Regions from separate parts of the Hordeum vulgare genome. Here region 1 is linked to region 2. Evidence: chromatin contacts called from public Hi-C data. All regions are on one chromosome and are shown on one strand. Each heading gives the region's core, a stretch centred on a gene start, on an enhancer-like site or on the middle of the called end of the contact. The rest is flanking DNA. Distances are from core to core; before and after follow the strand shown. Region 1 holds the start of LOC123439026. Region 2 holds the start of LOC123439010 (BOI-related E3 ubiquitin-protein ligase 1-like).

What was found. A called contact is a pair of places that touch in the nucleus more often than the background predicts.
Region 1: a contact with region 2 is called in a Hi-C map of seedling, with 6 times the contacts expected there. The contact joins the promoter of LOC123439026 here to the promoter of LOC123439010 in region 2. A contact is called at or near these places in 6 of 6 Hi-C or Micro-C datasets (leaf, seedling and an unstated tissue) and 1 of 1 datasets of contacts at active chromatin or transcription factors (embryo).

The regions. Positions count from the first base shown.
Region 1 is chr1H:381,694,876-381,701,820 of MorexV3_pseudomolecules_assembly, forward strand. LOC123439026 reads left to right here and starts at 2,330. Exons shown (of 62, transcript XM_045115821.1): 1 at 2,330-2,663; 2 at 4,389-4,492; 3 at 4,613-4,747; 4 at 4,832-4,882; 5 at 5,080-5,174; 6 at 5,245-5,362; 7 at 5,804-5,905; 8 at 6,142-6,324; 9 at 6,409-6,569. The coding sequence starts at 2,567.
Region 2 is chr1H:381,533,577-381,540,960 of MorexV3_pseudomolecules_assembly, forward strand. It overlaps LOC123439010 (BOI-related E3 ubiquitin-protein ligase 1-like), which reads left to right and starts at 5,387. Exons shown (of 3, transcript XM_045115820.1): 1 at 5,387-5,918; 2 at 6,034-6,317; 3 at 6,438-7,232. The coding sequence starts at 5,783. The coding sequence ends at 7,004.

The DNA.
Region 1 (6,945 bases), core at 1,080-3,579, 160 kb after region 2:
ATGCATGAAGTAAGATGACATGATGTAGACAAAGTAAACTCAAACAATATGAATAAACCTTATCTTTTTATCCTTAGTAGTAGCAACACAAAGACACATCTTGATATGAGAACACGTTTGATGAATTGGAGAATTGATGGTTGGCTTAATGACTTGATAGTTTGTTATATTGAGAGAGAGATCTTCAAAAGTAATGATCTTGGTGAAATTAAGAAGTTTTTTGCCTCGGTCTTCTAGACGTCATTGAAAACTTCATTATCGGTATGTATTAGTTATTATATATATTAAAACATGCCTATATTTTCATTGTATTTGGTTTTTCATTTGTAATGTGTATTGACTCTTTCGATTTACATTAAAGATTTCTTTTCTTAAGACTTTGTGAGACTTTTTTTTTCGTCTTTCGCCTTTAAACCACGGACGTGTCCGGACGCATTTGAAGAGTCGGATTTATAAAGTTCAATTGTAGATGCTTTAAGATTCAGGGACGGAAAAAATCGCTTAAAATGAACATGTATGGCCCAAAGGAGTTGTGGCCGATGGAAGCTTTGCATCGCCTTCTTGCCGACATGCGGTATCCATCCACGGTAGAGCCCCTGCCAGTCCGAGACTGAAAGCGTAGTTCCATCCCATCCATCTTTTGCAAAATACTTCATTGATGTACCATTTTTCCTGTCCGTCAGTAGCATCTGACAGTCGGCACTCGGCACTCGGCACGTGCTCAATGGGTGCCACTTCGATACGTGAACATTTTATTTTTGAACGAGGGTGACCAGTGAACCGTGATTCTTCCAGGAAGGTCAGCACCGCATCCGAATCTCTCATTCTCTCGCAAAGGAAACAAGAAAAGAAAAGTCTGCAAGCATCATCGAAAGGGCAGCCCTGCGCAGCGCATATCCCATTCTGGAGCTACAAACGAACCTTTGATGCAAATCTACGCAGAAGGATACATACACCTATACAAAGAAGATATACACGGAACAGAAGGATCCTGAGAAGCGGTCGTGCTTTTCGGACGAGCGGCTCACCGAACCCCGCCGACTGATCGCATCGCCTAGACGCCTCCGTGGCACCGAACGCGACACCGCGAACCAACAGGTGGCGCTGGCACGGGAGCGGAGGGTCAAAGACGGGCACCACGTGACGGAGCCCTTTGCAACACGCAGGCGCGCGTCGTGGCCGCACGCAGCCTTTGCGTGTCCCTGGACAAAGCGCGCGTCCGCCATCCCGGCGCCGGACCCGAACGTCGACAGACGATGCCGCCAAAAGGCGAGCGCAGCCACCCGGCCATTTCTCCGTCCAGCCGGACTCGAACGACTCTCCCTCCACCTTGAAGAATCAGGCGGACGCCTAGCTTGATTTTAAGCTATTCTTTCTTCGCGTGCAAGTTGGCGATTTCCTTATTCATCCATCGCTTTTGATTATCCGTGTCATCGGTATTTTGCGAACAAATCGTCGCAATCTTTTATCTGCTTGATGAGATGGAGAATTCGTACTGTACTACTGTAATATCGAATTAAACAAGTATATTTGTCAATGCGCTGGGCATCCAGCAGTGCAACAATCAGAGGCCTGATCACGCTTCTCCTTGCTCGGCGTGGTTAGTCTCGAGATTACAAACAACAGAGTAGTTAACGAACCAGCACGTGCCACGCGAAACTCTACCGTGCCGCGTGTCCCGACGGTTTCCGAAAAGCGTGTTTTTCATTATTTTTCTTGATTCACAAGAATGCGTGTTTTTCTCGATAGCCTGTTCTTGTTTACTATTCCCTCCGTCCCATTACGTAAAACGTTTTCTGGCATTAAGGAGTAGTTGTCGAGTATTAATTTGCTATAAGCGGTATTGCAAGTGAGAATTGATTTCCCTGACAGGAGGAATACGGTAACGCGTCTGATTTGTAGTTATGTCAAATCGTCCTCAGCAAGTATAATTTATCATGGAAAATACTCCATGCCTAAAAATCCGAAGTTCGCTTGATATCTCTGTATAGGGTACATAAATCAGGTTATTATTTTTTACTTCTTTGTAGTATTAAATTAAGTTAAATCTGACTGGCCAATGCTGTGATCTCACAGTTCCAATTCATTTCCTAGGAAAGAAATTCATTTCCACCGAAAAAGAAGAAAAGGCCAGCTGCAAACTGATAATAGAACATATACTACTACGCAAACAGCTAGACAAAAAAGGCAATCATAATTCGCATCAACGGCAACAAGGCCCCACTTAAGATATTTTATTTTCGCAGTGAGGTACCATCCGTTAATAAGCTCAAACTCGAGGGCACATCCGTCATATCCGGCACCGCCTTCTTTCTTCTAGCGATCTCCTCCGTGGCTCCGTGCCTCTTCTTCCCCCTCGAAGACAAAAAGAGCCCCGAGAGGAGAGAAAAAAAAAAGCAGGACTCCACACCTGTGGGCTTCTACTACGAGTCCGGCAGTTTCTTCGCCTCCACGCGAAGGCGGAATCGCCCGCTCTCACGCCCCGAGAGAACCCCGAGCCGGAACACGCTCCCATCGCGTTGGCAGCGCCGTCGGCAGTCGCCGGCGACCGGCGGCGGCGGCGGAGATGTTGGAGGACCAGGTCGCCTTCCTGCTGCAGAAGTACCTCGGCAACTACGTCCGGGGGCTCAGCAAGGAGGCCCTCAAGATCAGCGTCTGGAGAGGTGAGGAGCCCCCCGCCCCGCTCCCGTTCCCCTGCCCCGTCCCCGCACTCGCTTCAATCCGCTCTGCTGGTTAGCTGTTTCAGTCCGATTGGTTCCTCGCGGGTGATCAGGGAAGCGCTCGCGGCTGATTTGGCTCGTTTCTCTCTTCGTCTGCGCGGCTTTGCTTGTTGCTGTGAGTAATGTTTCTAGTGACAGTGGTGGATTGCTATGGAACGGCTGTTGGCAGGCCGAACCTGAGCTTAGTTTGGTCCGCATGCTTCGTTTTTGGTTGTCGCGATTCGTTTTGGTAGGCGGCGTCTGGGCACTGTCTGTTGGTGTTGCGTGCTTGCTGTGAATGGTTGCAATGGGGATGGCATTGGTAGCGAGTTTGAGCTAGTTACTGCAGGTGGAAGTTATTTTTGGATGCTCCGGTGCAGTCACTTTGTTCCCCCTCTGATCGTACAACTCTTTATTCTTCATTTATTTTCTCACATTATATTTTGATTGCCGAGAGAATATTCATGCATCAAATACATTATGTTGTGGTATGCCAAAGCCAATTGGGTATTAGGATTTGATGGGCGTAATGGGTGGGCATTGGTTATATATGTCAGACTTCAGAGAGGATCCAACATTTGTTTTCATATTCTAAGTGTTTGTACTTGCAGTTGTAGTGTTTAGACATTGGACAGTGTTGTGATGGTTTACTGTATTTTGTAGAGCTTACTTGGTGGTAATTCACTGGTTGCATCAGCTAGAGCCTAGATGGTTAGTGCGAGCCTTTGCCTATGGGTAGATAGTGTGAATATGACACTGATGTTCCCGAACATATATACTCATGTCACTTGGTCAAATATCTCCATTAGTCACTCAAGGATAGCCCTTGAACTTACATGTTTGCAATAACAATGCATATGGCTGAACCCTGAAACCCCGGATAACATATATCCCTGAGATGCTGTATTTCATTTTGAAGCCAGTCGCTGTATTCTGACCATGCCTGTCCTATTCTGCTGATCCTCAAATCTGATTGTCTGGAACATGGTGATGGGATACACTCATCTGGACTCTGGGGGCGAAAAGAAGAGAAATATGCCCTTATGGTGGGTCATCCTATCATTGGCAGAGCTACAGGGTGGGTACCGGAGCTGGCTGCTGACGCTGAACCATGCCATGCTGTCTACCGACATCGGCGAGGCCCTGGATCCCATCCTTCAGCACACCGCATCCCCTTCTACATGCCCATGTCAGATGATTTTTGGGAGGAGAATGTGATATATGCATTTCCTGGTCCCCACTAGCGGAACTTGCTCTCTCGACCAACAATAGAGAGTCAGGAAGACAAAATATGAGTCAGGGGATTGTTCACTTAACTGATGTAGGTTATGTGCATAAAGTCAATGGAATTGATCCTCTATTATCAGTTTTGTTAAAAGTAGCAAAGTTTATGAGGCGGAGTGTACACAATCAAGTCATATAAAGGACTTATTACTAGTTATGAAAAAAAATCTTGTGATAGTTGGAAGGTGTGGAATTAACTGATGCTGTAGTGGAATTGGGCAATGGGTGTGTCTGCTGGGTCAAACATTTGCTTCAGTGGTTGCCATGTTGAAATGATTGTAAGCCAATACACATTCTCAGCACCTACGCGTGCACACGTGTTCTCCTTCTGCTTGCTATAGTTCATGTTCTGTTAATGATGTTGGCCATCTTCTACCTCATATGTTTTCTGCAATACTATTTCAGGCGATGTGGAACTCACAAACATGCAGTTGAAGCCTGAGGCACTCAATTCATTGAAGTTACCTGTGAAAGTCAAAGCTGGTTTCCTTGGTTCAGTTAAACTCAAGGTCTGTAGTGGCTACTTAGTTTAGCGGTTTAGCCACATCATTTTGCCTTAATCGTTGATGTCGTGATATTTTGTGATATGATCGAGTATGCTAAAGGATGATTCCATAAATGATTATTAGGTCCCTTGGAGCAGACTTGGCCAAGAGCCGGTTTTGGTTTATCTTGATCGTATTTTTATATTAGCTGAACCAGCAACAGATGTTGAAGGTTGCAGTGAGGATGCTGTCCAAGAGGTCAAACGAACTAGAGTTAGGGTGAGCAATTTGTGACATTAGTTAAGTTATTTTGGCAGCTGTTGCCTGAACTGTGTATTAGTGATCTACTGTTTATTGAAACAGGAGATGGAAATGAAATTATTGGAGAGCCAGCAACAACTGAACTCCGAACTGGTACGTGTTGGTACTTGGCCTTTGTATAATTGTGTGTATATCTGTGTACTGTGATGATGAATTACCTACATGGCTTGCATATTCAATCTAGCCATGTTTTTGCTGCTGCTGTGTGGGTTGGGACTTGGGAACGGACCATGTTAACATGATTATGCTTTATTTAATTTTTGACTCTTAACTTCTCATCATCCCTGAAGAATTCGTCATGGCTTGGGTCTTTCATTAGCACTGTGATTGGAAACATCAAGTTATCAATTGGCAATATTCACATCAGATATGAAGACATAGAGAGGTACTTAAATTTCTGTTTAGTGGATGTATCTTTCAGGGTGCATATAAGAATACCATGGATTTTTCTGTAGCAATCCAGGCCACCCTTTCGCAGCAGGTTTGGTACTTTCGAAGCTGTCAGCAGTTACTGTGGATGACCATGGGAAGGAAACTTTTGCCACTGGTGGAGATTTGGACCGAGTGAAGAAGGTATATTCTCCTAACTCACAACATTTTGGTTCAGTCATTAATACTGGTATACAAAGTAATACACAAAGTCTACTGTTTGCTTCTGCGAATCCAGACTTCCCTTTACCCATGGATTATTCTTTCCTAAAGGGAGGTCAGGACTGGAAACCACTTTCTATGGCTTCTAAATCGCAGAATAGAAAGCTATGGTGGACAATACTAGGTGTTAAAGATGAGCAATTCAAATTCCTAATTTTCTCATACTTCGTTGATTCTTTACACAAATAATTCTGCACGTCTAGAAGGGATAACGTGTTGATGTTAACAGAGAATGCATCCTTCAAGTTACAGAAAGATTGCATATTCCTCCCTCAGATTCATTTACTGGGCCTTCTTTTTTGCTTCTGATAGTTGTACTTATGATTCTTGCATTTTGATAGCTTATATATGATGGTTTTGCAGTCTGTTGAACTTGAGAGTCTGGCGCTGTATTTTGATTCTGATAGCAGTCCTTGGAGCGTGGATAAACCCTGGGAAGATTTACTGCCTTCAGAATGGAGTCAGGTAGCTTACAATTGTATTTGCTAATAAATATATGAAGGCCTTGAGGGTACAACTCTGCATGTAGGCAGTTGTCTATTTTACAATATCTAACTGGACAGCTACATGGTGAACCTTGAGGGCCAGATACTGTGCTGTACTGAGGCATTGGAGGATGGGTCTTGTGCAATTTCAATGGTTTTTCTAATAATTTTATTTCCGCTTGATGAATATTTACTGGTTCACAAAATGTGTTTCAGGTTTTTGAGTTCAGAAAGCAAGATAGTTCTAGTACTGCTTCAAAAGCTCACACTTACATATTAAGACCTATATCTGGCAAAGCAAAATATACAAAGGTACACATTGATGAAGCGAAGAGAAGCGGACAGGCATTGCAAAATGCTGCTGTTGATTTGGATGATGTTACTTTGTCTTTGTCGAAGGTTTCTACTCTCGGCCAACCAACCCCAGCTTTTTTTAAATGACAAAGCAGCAATGCTAATGGTAGACTGGTTTCTTCGATTCAGGATGGCTACAGGGACATCTTGAAGATGGCTGATAACTTCTCTTCTTTTAATCAACGGCTGAGATATGCTCATTACCGGCCATCTTTGCCAGTGAAGTCTGATCCGAAGTCTTGGTGGAAGTACGCATACAAAGTAGTGACTCATGATATGAAGAAGGCAAGGTATATGGGCTCTACATGCCTTCTGTGTGGCTTCCACTGTGTGTGGATTATGTGTTATTGTTTATCATGTATAGCCGTATAGGTATTCTATTTATCAGTTTATTGTTATGATATTCTCCTACATAACAAAAGATTATGTCTTTATTATGGAGGAACGGTCATTTATGTTTGGGTATTCTTCACAGGAATCCCTACATGCTTACTGAAATTTTGTTTTAATTGTGATGAGCATTCAGTGTGAGTCGATCAACGTACTGATAAAATTGCACTGCCGTGCACACAGTGAAACATATACGTGGAAATAAATTGAGCATTAACAAAGGAACCAAGCCACATCAGTTGCCAAATTGCCAATCGACCCTTATAATATTTTTAG
Region 2 (7,384 bases), core at 4,137-6,636:
AGGAAACTATTGGGTATACCTTCTATCTTAGATCCGAAGGTAAAACCTTTGTTGCCAAGAACGGATCCTTTCTAGAGAAAGAGTTTCTCTCGAAGGAAGTAAGTGGGAGGAAGGTAGAACTTGATGAGGTAATTACACCCCCTCTCGAACAGGAAAGTAGCGCAGTGCAAGAAGTTGTTCCTGTGGTGCCTACACCGACTGAAGAGAAGTTAATGATGATGATCATGAAGCTTCGGATCAAGTTACTACTGAACCGCGAAGGTCCACAAGGGTACGCTCCGCGCCAGAGTGGTACGGCAGCCCTGTGATGGAAATCATGTTGTTAGACAACGGTGAACCTTCGAACTATGAAGAAGCGATGGCGGGCCCAGATTCCAACAAATGGCTTGAAGCCATGAAATCCGAGATAGGATCCATGTATGAGAACAAAGTATGGACTTTGGTGGACTTGCCCGATGACCGGCGAGCCATAGAAAATAAATGGATCTTCAAGAAGAAGACTGATGCAGACGGTAATGTAACCATTTACAAAGCTCGACTTGTCGCAAAGGGTTTTCGACAAATTCAAGGAGTTGACTACGAAGAGACTTTCTCTCCCGTAGCGAAGCTGAAATCAGTCCGAATCATGTTAGCAATTGCCGCCTTTTATGATTATGAAATTTGGCAAATGGACGTCAAAACAGCGTTCCTTAACGGGAACCTTAAGGAAGAGTTGTATATGATGCAACCAGAAGGTTTTGTCGACCCTAAGGGTGCTGACAAAGTGTGCAAGCTCCAGCGCTCCATCTATGGGCTGCTGCAAGCATCTCGGAGTTGGAACATTCGTTTTAATGAGGTGATTAAAGCGTTTGGGTTCATACAGGTTTACGGAGAAGCCTGTCTGTACAAGAAAGTGAGTGGGAGCTCTGTAGCTTTCCTCGTACTATATGTGGATGACATATTATTGATGGGGAATGATATAGAGATGTTGGAGAGCATAAAGGCCTATTTGAACAAGAGTTTTTCAATTAAAGACCTTGGAGAAGCTGCATACATATTAGGCATCAAGATCTACAGAGATAGATCGAGACGCCTCATAGGTCTTTCGCAAAGTACATACCTTGACAAGATATTGAAGAAGTTCAATATGGAAAACTCAAAGAAAGGGTTCTTGCCAGTTTTGCAAGGTATGAGATTGAGTAAGACTCAGTCGCCGACCACGGCAGCAGATAGAGAGAAGATGGGTTCTGTCCCCTACGCTTCAGCCGTGGGCTCTCTAATGTATGCCATGCTGTGTACCAGACCTGATATAAACCTTGCGATAAGCTTGGTAGGGAGGTACCAAAGTAATCCCGGTGCGGAACAGTGGACAGCGGTCAAGAATATCCTTAAGTACCTGAAAAGGACTAAGGAAATGTTTCTCGTTTATGGAGGTGACGAAGAGCTCGTCGTAAAGGGTTACGTCGATGCTAGCTTCGACACAGATCCGGATGACTCTAAGTCACAAACCGGATACGTATATGTGTTGAATGGTGGGGCAGTGAGCTGGTGCAGCAGCAAGCAAGAAGTCGTGGCAGCATCTACATGTGAAGCGGAGTACATAGCTGCTTCAGAAGCGGCTCATGAAGGAATTTGGATGAAGGAGCTCATCACCGACCTTGGAGTGGTTCCAAGCGCGTCGGGTCCTATGACACTCTTCTGTGATAACACTGGAGCCATTGCCATAGACAAGGAGCCCAGGTTTCACCGGAAGACGAAGCACATCAAGCGCCGCTACAACTCCATCCAGGACCATGTCCAGAGTGGAGTGATAGATATTTGTAAAGTACACATGGATCTGAATATTGCAGACCCGTTGACTAAACCTCTTCCACGAGCAAAACATGATCAGCACCATAATGCTATGGGTGTTCGATACATCACAATGTAACTAGATTATTGACTCTAGTGCAAGTGGGAGACTGTTGGAAATATGCCCTAGAGGCAATAATAAAATGGTTATTATCATATTTCCTTGTTCATGATAATCGTCTATCGTTCATGGTATAATTGTATTAACAGGAAACAGTAATACATGTGTGAATGAATAGATCACAATGTGTCCCTAGCAAGCCTCTAGTTGGCTAGCTCGTTAGTCAATAGATGATCATGGTTTCCTGATCATGGACATTGGATGTCATTGATAACGGGATCACATCATTGGGAGAATGATGTGGTGGACAAGACCCAATCCTAAGCCTAGCACTAGATCGTATCGTTCGTATGCTAATGCTTTTCTAATGTCAAGTATCTTTTCCTTCGACCGTGAGATTGTGCAACTCCCGGATACCGTAGGAGTGCTTTGGGTGTATCAAACGTCACAACGTAACTGGGTGACTATAAAGGTGCACTACGGGTACCTCCGAAAGTGTCTGTTGGGTTGGCACGAATCGAGATCGGGATTTGTCACTCCATGTGACGGAGAGGTATCTCTGGGCCCACTCGGTAGAACATCATCATGAGCTCAATGTGACTAAGGAGTTAGTCACACGATGACGTGCTACGGAACGAGTAAAGAGACTTACCGGTAACGATATTGAACAAGGTATAGGTATACCGACGATCGAATCTCGGGCAAGTTCTATACCGACAGACAAAGGGAATTGTATACGGGATTGATTGAATCCTTGACATCGTGGTTCATCCGTTGAGATCATCGTGGATCTAGTGGGAGCCACCATGGGTATCCAGACCCCGCTGATGGTTATTGGCCAGAGAGGTGTCTCGGCCATGTCTGCCTGTCTCCCGAACCCGTAGGGTCTACACACTTAAGGTTCGATGATGCTAGGGTTATAGGGAATTGTTATACGAGATTACCGAAAGTTGTTCGGAGTCCCGGATGAGATCCCGGACGTCACGAGGAGCTCCGGAATGGTCCGGAGGTAAAGATTGATATATAGGACGGATGGTTTCGGACACCGGAAGTGTTTCGGGCATCACCGGTAACGTACCGGGACCACCGGGACCACCGGAGGTGGTCCCGGGGGACCACCGAAGGGGGGTGACGACCCCGGGAGGCTAGATGGGCTAAGTGGGGGAAGGGAACCAGCCCCTAAGTGGGCTGGTGCGCCCCCACCCATCCCATGTACACCAGAAAAAAGGGGAAGGGGGGAACCCTAACTAAGGTGGGCCTTAGGCCCACCAGATGGGGTGCGCCACCCCTCCTCCTTGCCCTGGCCGCCACTTCCACCATCTGGGAGGGCTGCCGCACCCCCTAGGGTGGGAACCCTAGGGGTGGCACCCCCTCTCCCCTTCCCCTATATATAGTGGGCACTTTTGGCCTTTGGAGCACACGGTTTTCCCTCTCCCTCGGCGCAGCCCTGCACTTCTTCCTCCTCCTCTCTGTCGACGCTTGGCGAAGCCCTGCCGGGAGACCTCGTCTCTCCACCAACACCACGCCGTCGTGTTGCTGGTCTTCTTCCCCAACCTCTCCCTCCTCCTTGCTGGATCAAGGTGCGGGAGACGTCACCGGGCTGCACGTGTGTTGAACGCGGAGGTGCCGTTGTTCGGCACTAGATCAGAATCGCTGCGAGTACGACTCCATCAGCCGCGTTCTAGCAACGCTTCCGCTTAGCGATCTTCAAAGGTATGAAGATGCTCTTACCCCTCTCTCGTTGCTGGTCTCTCCATAGGAAGATCTGAACATGCGTAGGAAAATTTTGAATTTATGCTACGTAACCCAACATGCACACCACAGGATTAGAGAGGTATGGCGCATTTGATCCACTCGATGTGACCGCTCCAGATGCGGTTGCGCATGTTGTATGCCCCCCACCATGTCGTGTAGCTTTGAGAAACAAGCCTCGAGATTTGGTTTCCATGCCGTGAGCGCCTCCACCTGTGCCGCCCCTTGGTAGTTGATCTGCTTGGTGAGGTCTTTGATATTGGCAGAGATCTCCTCGCTCGCCTTCGTCGGCTTCTCCTAGAGCTTGTCGAGGTACGCCTTGAGTGTTGGATCTATGGCATCAAAGAGTTGCTCACGACCACTTGCCCGCTTGTGCGTCTCTAGCGCGACAAAGAGTGATGGAGTGGTTCTGATACCACATGTTAGCCACCCTCTTGATATCTCTAGTTTAATAACAAATCGAGTTCAAATGGATCACAACGTGAGGAAGACGAAGTAGCTAGGACAAAATGAGATACATGCCGACACCGTTCTGGTCCTAGTCGTGATAGTTCTCTCCCGCTACACTCACCTTCATGTAACGACCAACAGCCTAACCACTCCTCGGACCCGCATATGTTTTTTTTTCAGGCAAGGATCCACATATGTAAGAGAACCATTGAGGCCGAGTGAACTTATGGTTGGGCCACCACTCTCTCATGTGTCATGATGGGGCGATAGCTTCCTTCGTGCGTGTTATTTCTGGGTTATCTGCGGGTCGCTAAACTTTAATTTTCGGTCTACATTAATGCCAAACTTAAATATAATAAAATTTCTTTACTCCAATAAAACTAGTCTAGATTTGATTTTGAATTTTTCAAAACCTACCGGCCTTTCACCTTGACCAACACGGCAAGCGTTGGGGATGATGACCTGGCGACGGTGCACGAAAAGGAAAAAAGGGAAATGGAGTAGCAATGTGTCTTCCCTTTCGCGCATCTCGAGAGGAGCCTATGCCCGCGGTCCCTTGCGTGCGCCGAGGCTACAGCGAGCGCTGAGCGATGCTTTTGAGGCCGTGCGTGCCTCCGAATCCAATACTCAACTCGCTGCCTGCCTTCCTGCCCGCATTTCCTGCTCGGGAGTCGGAACCTCATCGATGCTGCCGCCTGGCCGTGGCCTGGCCTGTGCTTTGGCTTTCTTTTCGTTCTCATCTCACGCCTGGCTGGCTGGCTGCCGCGGTGCAGTGCAGAGGAGGAGAAGCCTCCGTCAAACCGACGTTTCCTTCTCCCTCTCTCTCCCTGTTGTCATGTGGACGCAGACGCAGTGCAACGTCTCTTTCCTCTCGGCCCGTACGCCGAACGAAAGGCCACGGCTACAGATAGTGAGATGCTCCCCGCCTGATGAGGCTTGACCAAACGAACGGATGAACAGAACAAAACACGCGAGAGTCAAGAGAGGCTAGCCTAGCATCGGATGCCTGCTACTACTGGCCGTCGTGGTACTGCCGGGAGTAGATTTACTCGGGCAGAGGACCGAGGAACAGCGTCCAAATGCCCAATTAATACGACGCGAGAACGACCCTGTTGATTAATCAATTTACGTGCAGTGCAATGCGTTGTCCATGGCTGGCCTCCTGATCCGCGTGTAGATCCAACGACGCAGGAATGCGGTTAAAGCATTTGGTTTGAGCTGTTGGGTTTTGGACGGGGGATTGTTCAAGGCGTGCCGTGCATGCAGACGCAGCTGTGGGGGGTGGGTGGGTGGCGCACGTAGGGAAAGCCGAGCACGACGGCGAGGCTGACGTTGCCATCACGGGAGAGAGCGAGAGAAAAGAGGAGCAAAAGCTGAAAGCCCACGCCCACGCCACCCTGATAAGACGAGAGGGACGGTGGAACAGTTGAGTCGCGTTGCGTTGCCCACCCCCCGCCGCAACTCTCTCATCCATCGCATCCCACCCCATCCCATCCGACTCCTCCACACGCGCTTCGCGCCTCAAATAGCACGGGCAATGGCAGCGGCGCGGCCGTGTTGCAGCAGCAGCAGCATCCACCGGCAGCCACGCCTCCTCGTCCTCGCCGCCTGCGCGTCGCCCACGCCGCTGCAGCTGCTGCTGCTGCTTTAGCCGTCTCCGACTTCCGTTCCGAGGCGATCGCCGGCCGGATGGGTGATCTGGGCGTACGGGTTGTGGGCAGAGGCTGCGCCGCGCCCATGGAGCCGCGCAAGGAGATGGCGCCGCCGCCGCCGATGGAGCAGCACCATCCTCCCCTGTTCATGGATTTCTCTCGTCGAGATGGAGGTAACCGACGCATCGCGTGCTGCTGCTTGATTACCTTGCTTTCTCGTTCTCGGCGGCAGTTGTGATTGATTGAGGAGGTCATTAACTGACATACATCCATCTTGGGTCGATGCAGTCGCAGATGGCGGCAACGTGCGGAAGCGGCCGCGCGAGGCCGTGGCGCCGCCGGCACGGCTCTTCTCCCTGCAGGCGCCGCAGGGTTCCCCGGCGCACAAGGTGATACACCTGGCGCAGCTGCACCGGCGGCCGGCGGCGACGGGCCTGCGGCTCGACTTCGACGAGGGAGGCTCGGAGCACGTGGCGTGCACGTCGTCGTCGCCGTCCTCCGTTCTCCCCGGCGAGCTCGCCGCTCAGTGCGGGCAGTACAGTAACGAGATCGACCGACTGCTCCAGGAACACGTGAGGATCCGCGCGCTTGCTTGATTCGTTCTTGCCTTGCAATCGATCGATCTACTGTATCTACATGGTGGCTGTCGCGATGACGATGATGATGATGGTGGGTTCGTTCTGTCTTTGTAGGCGGAGAGACTCCGGCTTGCGCTGGCCGACACGAGGCGTCGGCAGAACCGCTCGCTGCTGGGCGCCGCGGAGGCGCTGGCCGCGCGGCGGGTCAGGGAGATGGAGGCGGAGACCTTCAAGGCGGCACGGCGCGGCGTCGAGCTGGAGGAGCAGCTGGCGCGGCTGAGGGCGGAGGCCGCGTCGTGGCAAGCCAAGGCAATGTCCGACCAGTCCACGGCGGCCGCGCTCCACGCGCAGTTGCAGCAGGCGGCGGCCACAGCGCAGGCGAGGAGCGGCAAGGCCGCCTTGGACGACGACGGCGCGGCGGGCGCGGCGGACGACGCCGAGTCTGGCTTCGTCGACCCGGACAGGGTGGTGGAGGTCATCGCGCCGCCGCCGGCGGCCAGGCCGTGCCGCGCGTGCCGGCTGCGGCCGGCGTCCACGGTGCTGCTCCCGTGCAGGCACCTCTGCGTGTGCGACGCGTGCGACCCCGGCGTGCCGGCCGCACTCGCCGGCACGGCCGCCGCCGCGGCCTGCCCCGCGTGCCGCTGCCCCGTCACCGGCACCGTGCAAGTCTTCTTCGCGTGAGACGGGTCAGCCGCCGCTGGATCATGAAACTGGGGCCATGGAGAAAGCTGTAGAACAGATCAAGACAGGGTGCATAATTCCTTCCTCTCTTTGCCCTCCCGTGCTAGTGGGCTGATCCTTCCATCCATGATCGCTTCACCTCTTTTGCTAGTGATGCTGTAAATCATTACTGCTGATTTGAATCTTGCGTGACAGTTTTTACTGCTAGTAACAGATTAATTAGGTTGATCTCATTTTGTTACCGCGCACCGCACGGCACGGCACGGCTAGGCTAGGCTAGGCCTACGGAGTGGTGAGCGGCGCAGTGTGCCAGTTGCCGCCTGGGGAGCCAAGCGGTTAATTGGTTGAAGCAGGGCGGGGGCGTGGGGACGAAGGGTGGG